Regions from separate parts of the Ovis aries genome. Here region 2 is linked to region 1. Evidence: chromatin contacts called from public Hi-C data. All regions are on one chromosome and are shown on one strand. Each heading gives the region's core, a stretch centred on a gene start, on an enhancer-like site or on the middle of the called end of the contact. The rest is flanking DNA. Distances are from core to core; before and after follow the strand shown.

Evidence for each region. A called contact is a pair of places that touch in the nucleus more often than the background predicts.
Region 2: a contact with region 1 is called in a Hi-C map of hypothalamus, with 4 times the contacts expected there. The contact joins two enhancer-like sites. A contact is called at or near these places in 3 of 16 Hi-C or Micro-C datasets (hypothalamus, liver and muscle).

What each region holds. Positions count from the first base shown.
Region 1 is chr2:37,272,223-37,277,806 of ARS-UI_Ramb_v3.0, forward strand. It overlaps KIF24 (kinesin family member 24), which reads left to right. Exons shown (of 12, transcript XM_060410868.1): 9 at 587-696; 10 at 2,503-4,743. Among named protein-coding and RNA genes, the nearest start is that of KIF24, 64 kb to the left of the region's middle. Within about 2 kb of position 3,064, at least 8 of the 54 cell types and tissues checked have an H3K27ac peak or open chromatin away from gene starts, as enhancers often do. A contact at or near this core is called in hypothalamus, where this site is marked.
Region 2 is chr2:37,581,049-37,586,632 of ARS-UI_Ramb_v3.0, forward strand. UBAP2 (ubiquitin associated protein 2) reads left to right here. Exons shown (of 28, transcript XM_060409145.1): 20 at 243-334; 21 at 582-629; 22 at 2,940-3,018; 23 at 3,238-3,443; 24 at 3,706-3,805; 25 at 3,889-3,996; 26 at 4,152-4,219; 27 at 4,302-4,493; 28 at 4,592-5,499. The coding sequence ends at 4,687. Among named protein-coding and RNA genes, the nearest start is that of UBE2R2, 110 kb to the right of the region's middle. Within about 2 kb of position 2,828, at least 17 of the 54 cell types and tissues checked have an H3K27ac peak or open chromatin away from gene starts, as enhancers often do. A contact at or near this core is called in hypothalamus, where this site is marked.

The DNA of each region.
Region 1 (5,584 bases), core at 1,814-4,313:
TATAATAGTGTAATGAATATCCTGTGTATACTTTTTTTTTAAAAAATCAGTTGAACAATTGTCTGTTAGGATAAAGTCTTTGAAGTGTGATTGCCAAACCAAAAATAGGAACATTTTCTTACCAGGTTTTTACCATATTACCAAACTGCCCTCCCAAAGGCATGTACCAGTTCACACTGCATAGTACATGGGCAGCAGACCCTCACCAGAGCAGGTTCCTGTGAGTCTTTCTTAATCTTATAGCCCCCCAAATTTTATTTTTTTAATTTAATTTATTTATTACTTGACTGCACTGGATCTTAGTTGAGGTAACGAACTCTGAGTTGCAGCATGTGGGATCCAGTTGACCACCAGGGAAGTCCCCACAAATTTTAATTTTGTAAAATGGTTTCTCTGCATTTCTTTGATTAGTGGTGCAGTGAGTACCTGTTTTGTTTGTTTATTGATCATTTTTGTTTCTTCTTTTGTGAATTGCCTTTTTGTAGAAGGTGGTAGATATGAGTATGGCCCAGTGTCCTGAACACAGTAAGTAGTCAATATGCCCTTTGTTAGTTGATTTCACTGACCTGCCTTCTGTTTCGAATAGGTGCTGAAGGACTCTTTCATTGGCAATGCCAAAACCTGCATGATCGCCAACATCTCACCAAGCCATGTGGCCACTGAACACACTCTGAATACTTTGCGCTATGCTGACCGGTGAGTCGCCCTCAGGTGTCAGAGTTGGGGGGGGGGGGGTGTGTGTGAAAAATGCGCACACAAGGATCTGACCTTGAGCTCCCCAAACCTGTTCTTACTGCCAGGGGAATGTGCAACTGGCCATGTGAAGAATGTGTTTTGGTAGGCCCTGTCATTTTACCAGTGTGAATGTGACAAGAGGAAGGTGACATGTTCCCTTGTTCAGGAGACAACTCCATCAGTGGCTCTTAAATAGCTAACCGGAGATGAAATATTTCTCCAGGGTGGAAGGCTTCATGAGGTTTTCTTCCTGCCAGCCTCAGCCCTAACTGTTAGGGATAGAGTGCCTATTATTTGTCAAAGCAGAAGTACTCAGAGCTATGTAGGTCCAGAAGAGATCGACCTTGTTTTATGGAAGGAGAAACTGAGGCCCAGAAAAGAGCAGGAACCTTAAAAGGGCTCACTGGGCGTTGGTGGCAGAACCAGTGCCTCTGACTGCCAGACCAAGGCTCCAGTGACTTTGGCATCTGCCAGGGTCCCTCCCAATCTTACCCAGGTCAGGTGTCTCCTACTCGTTTGACAGTGCTCTCGTTACCATCCTTTCCTCTGGCTGCTTTGCTGCCTGGTCCTACCATACAACACCTCCTCTCAGTCTCTCAGAAGCTGTCTCCAGAGTTAACAGACTATTTGAGGGGAACCTGGTTTTCCTGGTTTTCTTAAAATTGCTGTTGAAGAATCTTTCGTATCTGTGGCATTTTATGAAACTCACTGGGAAGGAAAGATAAGCTATCATTTAAGTTCCATGAGAACAGGAACCTTATCTTTTTCTCCACTGTCTCTGTCCTGCCTAGACAGTACTTGGTACCTAGTAGGTGTGTTATTAATATTAATGAATGAAAGGAGGAGCTCCCCATGGGCGTCAGGGCTTGAGTGATGTTCTCTGTGTACTTTATCTCAGTTCAGTAGGAGAGACCATTTACACAGTGGCTACTAGAATGGACTCTAGAGTGAAACTATCTGGGCCAGTACCCTGCCTTTGCCACTAGCTAGCTGAGTGATCTTGGCAAGTTTGCAAGTTCTCTGGACACATTAAGTTCCCTTAATGTGAACACGGATAATGATAACACCTACCTAATGTAACAGTTACATGGATTCAGTGAGGTGACATGTGTGAAGGGCTTAGGGCCACACCTGGCACAGAGTGAACACTCATATATGTTAACTTCAACAACGATAGTAATATTATAGGCATATGCTCAGTCGTGTCTGACTCTTTGTGGTCCCTGGACTACACAAGTTCCTATCCATGGAATTTCCCAGACAAGAATACAGGTATACTGCGGAAATACTGCAACTTTGGTTCAGACCACTGTGATAAATCGCACTGAAGTCTCAGATTGGTTTCCCAGTACATGTAAAACTTATATTTACACTATACTATGGAGTTTATCATGTGTGCAGCAGCATTATGTTTTTAAAAAACATGTACCTACCTTAATTTAAAAATAATCTTGTTGGAAAAGTGGCACTGATAGACTTGCTCATGCAGAGTTGCTATGAACCTTCAGTTTGTTAAAAAAAAACTCTCCTGATCATGGAATATTGGATGCATGCTAATATCCTCAGAGAAGACACCGATCTTTGTTCAAGTAAAGTGACGTATTTCATGTTGAAATAGAATATCCTCTTTATTCTTTCCTTTATTCTCTCCCAGATGAAAAAATAATTCCCAGTTCTTGTAATACTTTTCTTTGGTTTTTGTTTTCTCTGAAAGCTATAGGAATGGAATCCCAGGAATGTACATTAACATAAAATGGTCATTTACAGGGTCAAAGAACTAAAGAAAGGCATTAAATGTTGTACGCCAGCTAACAGTCGAAATCGAACATCTGGAAACTCTAACTCTTCTCCAAAACGAATTCAGAGCTCTCCTGTGGCCCTGCCAGGGGACAAATGTTCTCCCAAAAAAGTCAAGCTGGGGCTTCAGCAGCCGCTCACAGTGCCATCTGGCTCCATGAGAGGGAAGGCCCATCCTCTGGCTAGTCACCCAGCCAATATCCCTTTTGCTTCTATACCTAAGGTTCCTGGCAAAGAGGGTGGCTCTCGAGGGAGTCCTCCCCGAGAGTGGGTCATTCAGACTAGCTCTAGCAAAGGAACCGTGCTGTCTGGACATGTAGCCATAAAAAGGGCAGAAGAATCAGCTGCATTATGCTCTGAGAAAAACCCAATTGGCAACAAAACCTCCCTAGGCTGGGGAAGCAGGGCGCCAGGCCCAGGAGGGGACCTGGCCCATGGTAAGCCACCCTCCCGGTGCAAGAAAGTGCAGACTGTGCAGCCTGTGCAGAAGCAGCTTGTGTCTCGAGGCGAGCTCTCCTTTGGCAGTGCCCAGCGCTTAGCGGAGTACGGTCAGGGCAGCAAGGAGGGCGCGCCAAGCTGGCCTGCCTCTGAAGCCTGGACCAACATCCCTGCGCAGCAGGCGGCGAGGGAGGAGCATTTGCGCTTTTACCACCAGCAGTTCCAGCAGCCACCTCTCCTCCAGCAGAAGTTACAGTACCAACCCCTGGAAAGGTTTTTATGCCGGTCCCGGCCCCCAGAAGGGCAGCTCCAGAGTGACATCCCTCCTCCCTTCCACCCTCATCGTGCTGAGAGTCATGATGGAGCCCAAGTCCCTCAAGCCGAGGACCCTGATGACAGCGACTTCAGTGAAGATTCTTTTTCACATGTCTCCTGTCAGAGGACCACAAAGCAGGGAGAGAGCCCGGAGAACAGCGAAGGCTCGTTCTTCCTTCATCAGAGGGAGCAAGGTCCTGAGGAGCAGGTGGCTGAAAGGCAGCAGAGTCTGTTTCTCAGCCCAGATGGTGACAAGGAGGGTGTAACTAGAAGCTGGGTGTACTCCAGGGACCCCGCAGGCCACAGAAGGATAACACTCAATCACAGCCGCAGCCCAGGTCAGGTGCCCTTGGACTGGAGCGGAGAGGAGGACTCAGGCTCCTCAGGGCCTCCTCCCAGAGAAGACCTGGCAGGGAAGCCTTACTGCTCACAGGTGGACTCTGTGTATGATCGGGAAGGAGGTGGCGGCCCTGCTTTTGACCTCAGACAGGAAGCCTTCAGAAGTGAGGTTCCTGGGCAGGCCGAGGGCAGCTTGCCATCCCTGGAGGAAGATGGTTTCACTTGCTCACTATCCCACATCGCAGTTCCTGGATCCCCAGACCAGAGAGACACAGTGAGCACACCCCTGAGAGAAGTCAGTGAAGACAGCCCAATTCTGGAGACCAGACCAAGGAAAAACAGTAACCCTTTCCAAGGAGAAGACTCTAATGGTGAATTAGGCACGTGCTCTGAGTATGCTTCCGGACTGATGGCTCCGCTCACCATGTCCCTCCTGGAGAGCCTGGATGATGGGGGGGCTCCTTCCTGGGAGCAGCCGGCCCAGGATGGAACTGCGCATGGTCTCATGGCAGTGGACACAGAGGGGCCAGCAGTGAGCCGTGCAGTGTCATCGGGTGATCCAGAGGCGGTCCTGCCAACATCTTCGGCAACCGAGCACCTGTGGCTCTCCTCATCTCCCCCCGACGACAAGCCTGGGGGCAGTCTTCCAGCTCTGTCCCCATCACCCATCCGTCAGCGCCCACCTGACGAGCTGCCCAGCGGAGAGGCTGACCCGGGGGAGGCCTGCCAGAGCAGAGGGACCGCACTTTTCTCCCGGGGGCACCGTTATGCCAATGCTGAGACAGAGCTGGACAGCTCCCAGGGTTTCCTGGGAAAGCCCTTCCTCACCTTACATCCTGGAGGACCTCACGCTGGGCCTACACTCACCCCCAGAGCAGGAAATAGTGATGTGGCTGACCAGCCTGGGGCCCAGGAGAGAAAGCAGCTCACTGGGCCCAGCTGGCTGGAACTGGGTTTCTCCACAGACCCCATCACACTGTCTTGCTACAATGAGGACATTGCATGGCTCAAACATAGGCCAATCCCAAGGTCCTTAGCAAGGCCAGGCTCTCCGCTGGTGGCCAGCTGCTCTCCCAAGATCGCTGGGACACTCCGTCAGCCTGCCCTGGGACATGCACAGTAAGTTGGACTCTCCTACCTAGGCTTGGGCCCTTTGGCATCCCTACTCCCATGCCAGCTTATTGTCTGTTCTGGGAATAACTATGGTTGGCTCAGAGACAGGCTTTGTCCACCTTTTCAAGGGAGCCTGCCTAGATGCATCTGACATGAGCAGTAGGAGTAAAATGTATTGGAGCAGGCCTGCCAGGATGGGTGGCCCCTCAGCCTGGGAAAGCTAGATGTGAGGGAGAGAAGGGAGGATCTGATCCCGTGACCAAGCCTGAGACCCGAAGTGAGACCAGAATCCTCTTCATTCTGGTGGGTATGTATTCTTGGAAGTGCTGTCCCAGGACACAGAAGCAGCAGACTGTGCCCCCAGAGCCCCAGCATTCTAGGCACCTTCCAGGATGGCAAAGTAGGAAACGGGCTGCTGACTGTGCTGCTTTCCTCAGAGGAGGCTGGATGGTACAGCAGAATAAGACAGCCTTAGAGGATGTGAAAGGAGCGGGGCTCGAGGGCTAGAGGCGCAGGACGGCAGGGTGGCAACAGATGCTTCTCTGTGAGGCCGCAGCCCTCCACTCTGGCTCGATTCCCAGGGCCAGCTGTCTGCCTGCTCACTGGGGCTTGGCCTGGGCCTTGGGCAAAGAGAAGGGCATGCAGGGATGTCCAGGGCAGGAGCCCACCTATAGCCAGGGGACAATCATGCTGTTGTGTGGTCTCTACCCATAAGGGGGTCTGACAGAAGGCAGATCCTCCAGCTTCTAGCCCAGACCCCTTTGCTGTGGTCCCTGAACTCCCCACAGAGAGGAGAAATGCCCGCAGGCTAGGTGGCAGGCTCTACCTTGTGCCACGTGCGGGCTGC
Region 2 (5,584 bases), core at 1,578-4,077, 310 kb after region 1:
GCTGAGATGAGGGGGCAGCTCTCATGGGCTGCTCCTGGTCACTTTGTGTGACTGCCCATCAGCCAGACCTGGGCAGGCTGCGTGGGCCCAGCCGACAGTGGTTTGCCAGCAGCTCACCCCCTGCGGCCCAGCCTGTCCCTGTCTTGGGGCTACCCAGTCTGCTGCGTTCTGCTATGCCCCAGAAGCTGAGGAATTGTACTCGTGTGGGGGCCGCATTACTTCATTTGATTTTTGCCCTGTAGGCAAAGCGCCCCCTAACCTGCCTCAGGGGGTGCCTCCCCTGCTGCACAACCAGTACCTCGTGGGCCCCGGAGGACTGCTTCCTGCCTACCCGGTGAGCACTCCCGGCTTCCCTCAGCCCAGCTGGCCTTGGGGGGTCTTGAGTTGCCCCCGTTGCCCCTGAGGGCAGCTCTGCCCTCAGACCCTGGGCCTTTCTCTAGCTGGACTCAGTCAAGGTGGGGCATCTGCCCACAGCAGCTCGTCCCCATCTCCTTCCTGCATGTGTCCTCCACCTCCAGCCTTGTTTTTGGCCCCATATGGGGTGGCCTGTGGCCTCTTACAGCTTTTGTGTCCCCAAGCAGATTTACGGCTATGACGAGCTCCAGATGCTGCAGTCACGGCTGCCAATGGTGAGTGGGGTTTGGGGGAGGCTGGGGGCTTCAGGCTCTGAGTCTCACGTACCCTACCTGCTGGCTGGCCCTCGGGACACGTCCCGCCTGAGGACTCCCTCAGCACCGCAGCTGGGAAAGCTGCTGTGATGGTGGTGCCTGGAGCAGCTATAGTCTGGGCACCTTGAAGTTCTTTGGGACCTGGGCCCCAGTAGGCAGTGCCTCTAGCAAATGTGGGTCCTTCTCTCCCCTTAAGCCTCCCCCCATTAAAAACAAAACAACCGACCAGGATATGGGGTTACTTGCCTGTCCCTAGGCTTTTTATAAAGTCCTGTCCTTCAGAGTGCCATCTAGTGTCTAGCTTCTGCAGTGGCCATCGGTGATGGCAGTGTCATTCTTTGGAGTGAGTGGCTGGAGCAAAGGGCCCTTCCAGGTGTAGCCTGCCATCTGTTTGTAAGATTGCTGGCCCTGGGTTCTCTCTGATTGCTGCAGCCTCACTCTGAGGTCAGTGTTGCCTGTCTGTCTCGGCCCTTGCTCCCAGGATGAGGCACTCTGGGATGTGGCCGCATGAACAGGATGCAGTGCAGGAGCGGGACATGAGGAGGCATGCGCCCTGTCTGGACAGCCTGCAGGCTCCTGTCCTGCCGCCCCCTTCTTGGTCTGCTGCTGAGCAGACTCCTGCTCATTCTCAGCGGTCTGGGCATCTGTCACGTTGTCAGGGAGTAATGCTATCTGGACACTGATGTCAGCTCTGTTGGGCACGGGCTTTCCTTTTCCCCAAGTGAAGGTGAGGTGTCCTTTGTCAGACTGAAGACTGGAGTGGAGTGCCCCCTGCCCCCCAACCCCGACACTCTGTGCAGGGTGAGGTGGCCTCCACAAGTAGTGTTGCCTGCTCTGGGCTGACCGCAGAGAGCTTAGGGAGCTGTGGGCACCGGGCCCAGTGGCTGAAGCTTGTTTCTCTTGGGAGACTCTTTCATCTGCTGGAGTATTTCCTGAGGCTTGGAGCTGGGCTGCTCTTCCCCAGTGTGCAAACCAGCAGCCACTGCAAACCCATGCTACTGCCTGAGGGCCTGTGGGGCTTTCTGCCCACATCCCCAGAGGGCCCAGAAAGGTATTGAGGACGTCCTGGCAGATTTCTATGGTGTAAAACAGAACTTGGGGTTTCTGGGGATGCCTTAAGCCCTAGGGCTTCGCAGGGAAATCAGGAAACGCGGCCCAGGTCCTCCTGACACTCAGGAAACCTCGCAGCCCCAGGGCCTCAGGGATGGAACGTGGGAGCTGGTTCTGAAAGACGAGTCTGTGTGGCGCTGGGTCAGGCCACTCAGAGTGGCTTGGTGGGATTCCAGGCCCGGGAGTCGTCCTGCTTCATACTCCGTTCATCTTTTTGTGCCTTAGAAGAAATCGCTTGTAAGCCTGCCTTTCGAGGTAGAGATTTCTCTTTCCCCTTGGTCGTTTCCTAGGCTCTGGTGTGTTTTTGCTCGTTTCCATCTTCGGGTTTTCTTCTGTGAAAGAGCACCGCCTCCTGGGTTTCCTGCAGGCCTGTCCCCACTTGAACCGTACCAGCTGTGCTTTCCTAGCACCCCCTCCTCTCAGCCATTTTATGTCACAGGTGGATGCTGCTGAGGGTCATGGGCCAAATGAATTCAGTGCCTTCTCCAGTGAGAGGGACTCTAATGGACAGCTAGGAAAGTTACCTGGACAAGTAGAAACCTGAGGGGGGGAGGAGGAGCCTCAAGGGTTTAACAGGTCAGGGCAGCAATTACAGGCAGGCACACGTCAGTCCTGAGCTAGGAGAGACCAGCCCTCTATCCTAACAGCCCGGACACTGCACAAGAGCTCGAAGTGTGTGCGCAGAGGTGAAACACAGTGAAGCCCTGTGGAGGAGGGGAGGCCCGCCCTGACCCTTAACACCCAGGGCTTTGCCAGTCCTCGACATTCTGCACCTGGGGCCTCTGAGCTGAGGGAAAGCCCTCCTGCTTTCCTCATAGGCAGCAGTGTCCCGGAAAAGCACCCACACCCTCCTCTGGATCCACTGGCTTTATTGCCAGGAAATCTCCAAGGAAATCCACAGCATCTTCAGCCCAGGATCATATTGTGTGATTGGGATCCAGTGGCTCTGCCGGGGAAGGCTGAGGGACTGGTCAGTGAGTCTGCGTGCTGCGTGGCTACCACAACTCTAAAGGGCACCATTTGTTTTTATTTCCCGAGTGCTGCCCTCTGGTGGTCCAGTCAGGAACGTGGCCTTCCCTGGAGCACCCAGCTGCCTGCCGGGCCCTCAGTCCTAGGAACGGGTGAGGCCATTCCGCTGACCGAGCCTCTGGTCTCTCCTAGGATTACTATGGGATCCCTTTCGCTACACCCCCAGCCCTCGCCAGTCGAGATGGGAGCCTCACTAATAACCCGTATTCAGGTTAGTCGTCTTCAGGGGGTTAGGAGTAGGGGCTGCTCAAAGGGCTGGCCCGTGGCCCATCCCAGGAGCCTGGAAACAAATGGAAGGGCTGCAGAGACCTGCCAGCTTCCTGTTGTTGAGCCAGCAGCCAGCCCTGTTCCTATTTGCAGGGGCCTGTCTGACTTTTTCCTCCTGCTGGGATGAGGGGTGGGGACTGCATCAGTGCCCCTGTTCCCCTAGGTGATGTCACCAAGTTTGGCCGAGGTGACTCTGCGTCCCCTGCACCCCCCACCACCCTGGCTCAGCCACAGCAGAGCCAGTCCCAGGCCCACCACACAGCTCAGCAGCCCTTTCTGAGTCCCGCCCTGCCGCCTGGCTACAGCTACACTGGCCTCCCCTACTACACAGGCGTGCCCAGTGCCTTCCAGTATGGGCCCACCATGTTTGTGAGTATCGGTGGGGGTGTTCCTCCAGCTCCAGGGAGCAGAAGCAGGGAGGGGGGACAGGTCCCCACTTGGGCTCACCTGGCCTTGAAGAATGGGTCAAGGCTGGGGTTCCTGTTTCATCTACTTGGAGACCTAGCGGGTGTGGCACTAGTAATGACACGTTCCTGGTGGTTGTGCCACCTGCTGCCCGAGGCTGAGCTGGGCGACCTTCTCCCCTCACTCTGTTCTCCACTAATGCCTCTGCTGCTTTTCCCTCACCCAGGTCCCTCCGGCTTCAGCTAAGCAGCATGGTGTGAGCCTCAGCACCCCCAGCACCCCTTTCCAGCAGGCCAGTGGTTACGGCCAGCACAGCTACGGCACAGGTGAGGGGCGCTCCCAGCCCAGAGAGGCACGGGCAGGACTGGCTCACCAAGCTCACACACGCCTCTTGTCCCTGCCACGCTAGGTTATGACGACCTGACCCCCGGCACTGCAGCCGGAGACTACAGCAAGGGTGGCTATGGTGGATCATCACAGACACAGAACAAGGCTACAGGCTCTGGGCCTGGCAAAGGTAGCATCACTCCCTTCCATCCGGGACTGAGGCCCAAAGCAGTTGTCTCCCACCCTGACTCCTCAGGCGAGGCCACCCCAGAGGGCCTCTGGAGGTGGGGGAGACTGGAGCTGGGCCCTGCTGCCATGGGAACCACCCACCGCTTTTCCTTCCAGGAGTGTCGGCGACTTCGAGCACCTCTGGCCTTCCTGATATGACTGGGTCTGTCTACAACAAGACTCAGGTGAGCGGGGCCTGGCGCTGGAGGGCCAGGCTCGGGCAGGTGCCGCCTGGCCGGCCCTCACTGTTGTCTCTCTGCCCTGCAGACATTTGACAAGCAGGGATTTCATGCAGGGACTCCACCCCCATTCAGCTTGCCCTCAGCCTTGGGCTCTACCGGGCCCCTGGCCCCTGGAGCAGCGCCCGGGTACGCGCCCCCGCCGTTCCTGCACATCCTGCCCGCACACCAGCAGCCTCCCTCGCAGCTGCTGCACCACCACCTCCCGCAGGATGCTCAGGTGAGCTGTCGGAGGCAGCGGCTACCTGGCCCTGCGCACCCAGGTGGGGGTGATGGTGGTCCGCTGCAGCCTTGACCACCTTCTCTCCTCCTCCTCAGAGCGGCTCCGGTCAGCGCAACCAGCCTAGCTCACTGCAGCCCAAGTCACAAGCCTCCAAACCTGCCTACGGCAACTCTCCATACTGGACAAACTGAACCCCGAAGTGGGGCGGGCTTCCCCTGGGCAGGAGAAAACACATGGAGCCCATTTCTCTGGGAGCCCGGTGCCCTTTCCTAGAATTCCTGAGACATGTAACTGTGTCAGCCGAGTCTCTCTGGGGGAGCCTGCCTCCCAGACTTGCTATTGTATGTAATGTATTTATGTACGTATTTGTAAATGTGATACAAGTCTTAGGGGAGTGGGGAGCAGCTGCTACTCTCCCCACTGAAGCCCCTTCTTGCTGTAGCAAAAGCAGCGCCCCCTCCCCTCTGCCTCAGGCCTTCTCCATAGCCCCCTGCACGGGCAGTGTCTGGAGGGGCTGGCTTAGGGCAGTTCGGGTACTAGGGTCAGGCACCAATGAAGAATCACGATTTATCTCGCTCCCTTGTAAACCATTATTTGAGTTTTTGTCCCTGTGTAATTACTTTCTCCCTCACTTTTTGAGAAACTGGTCCTTTTGTCATTTGTCATGTTCCCCTCCCTCCAAATCTTGATCTGGGAATAGCAGAGATATACCCCCCACCCAACATGAAAGTGGCACCTATTTGTCTCCATAGAGAGCAGGGGCGTCTGGTCTTGTCCCCAGATTTGCCTTCCTCTGGCTGACCATTCTTAATTCTGAATTTGCGCTCAGATATTCAGCCAGTCAGCTCCCCCCTTTAAAAAAAAATCAGATATGCTTTCATTTTGGTGAGAGCACATCTTCAGCAAAGGCTCCTCTATTCCAGTTGTCCTGAACCAGGAGGGTGACTATTCTGGAGGTTTTCTCTTTTGCCCAAACTCCACCTAATAAAGTTCTGAGAGCATGCTTGGTCTCTTGTATGGTGTGACTGAAGGACGGGTCAGGGCAGAGGCGTCTTTATTACAGTGCCCCGACTTCACAGGGTTGAAGC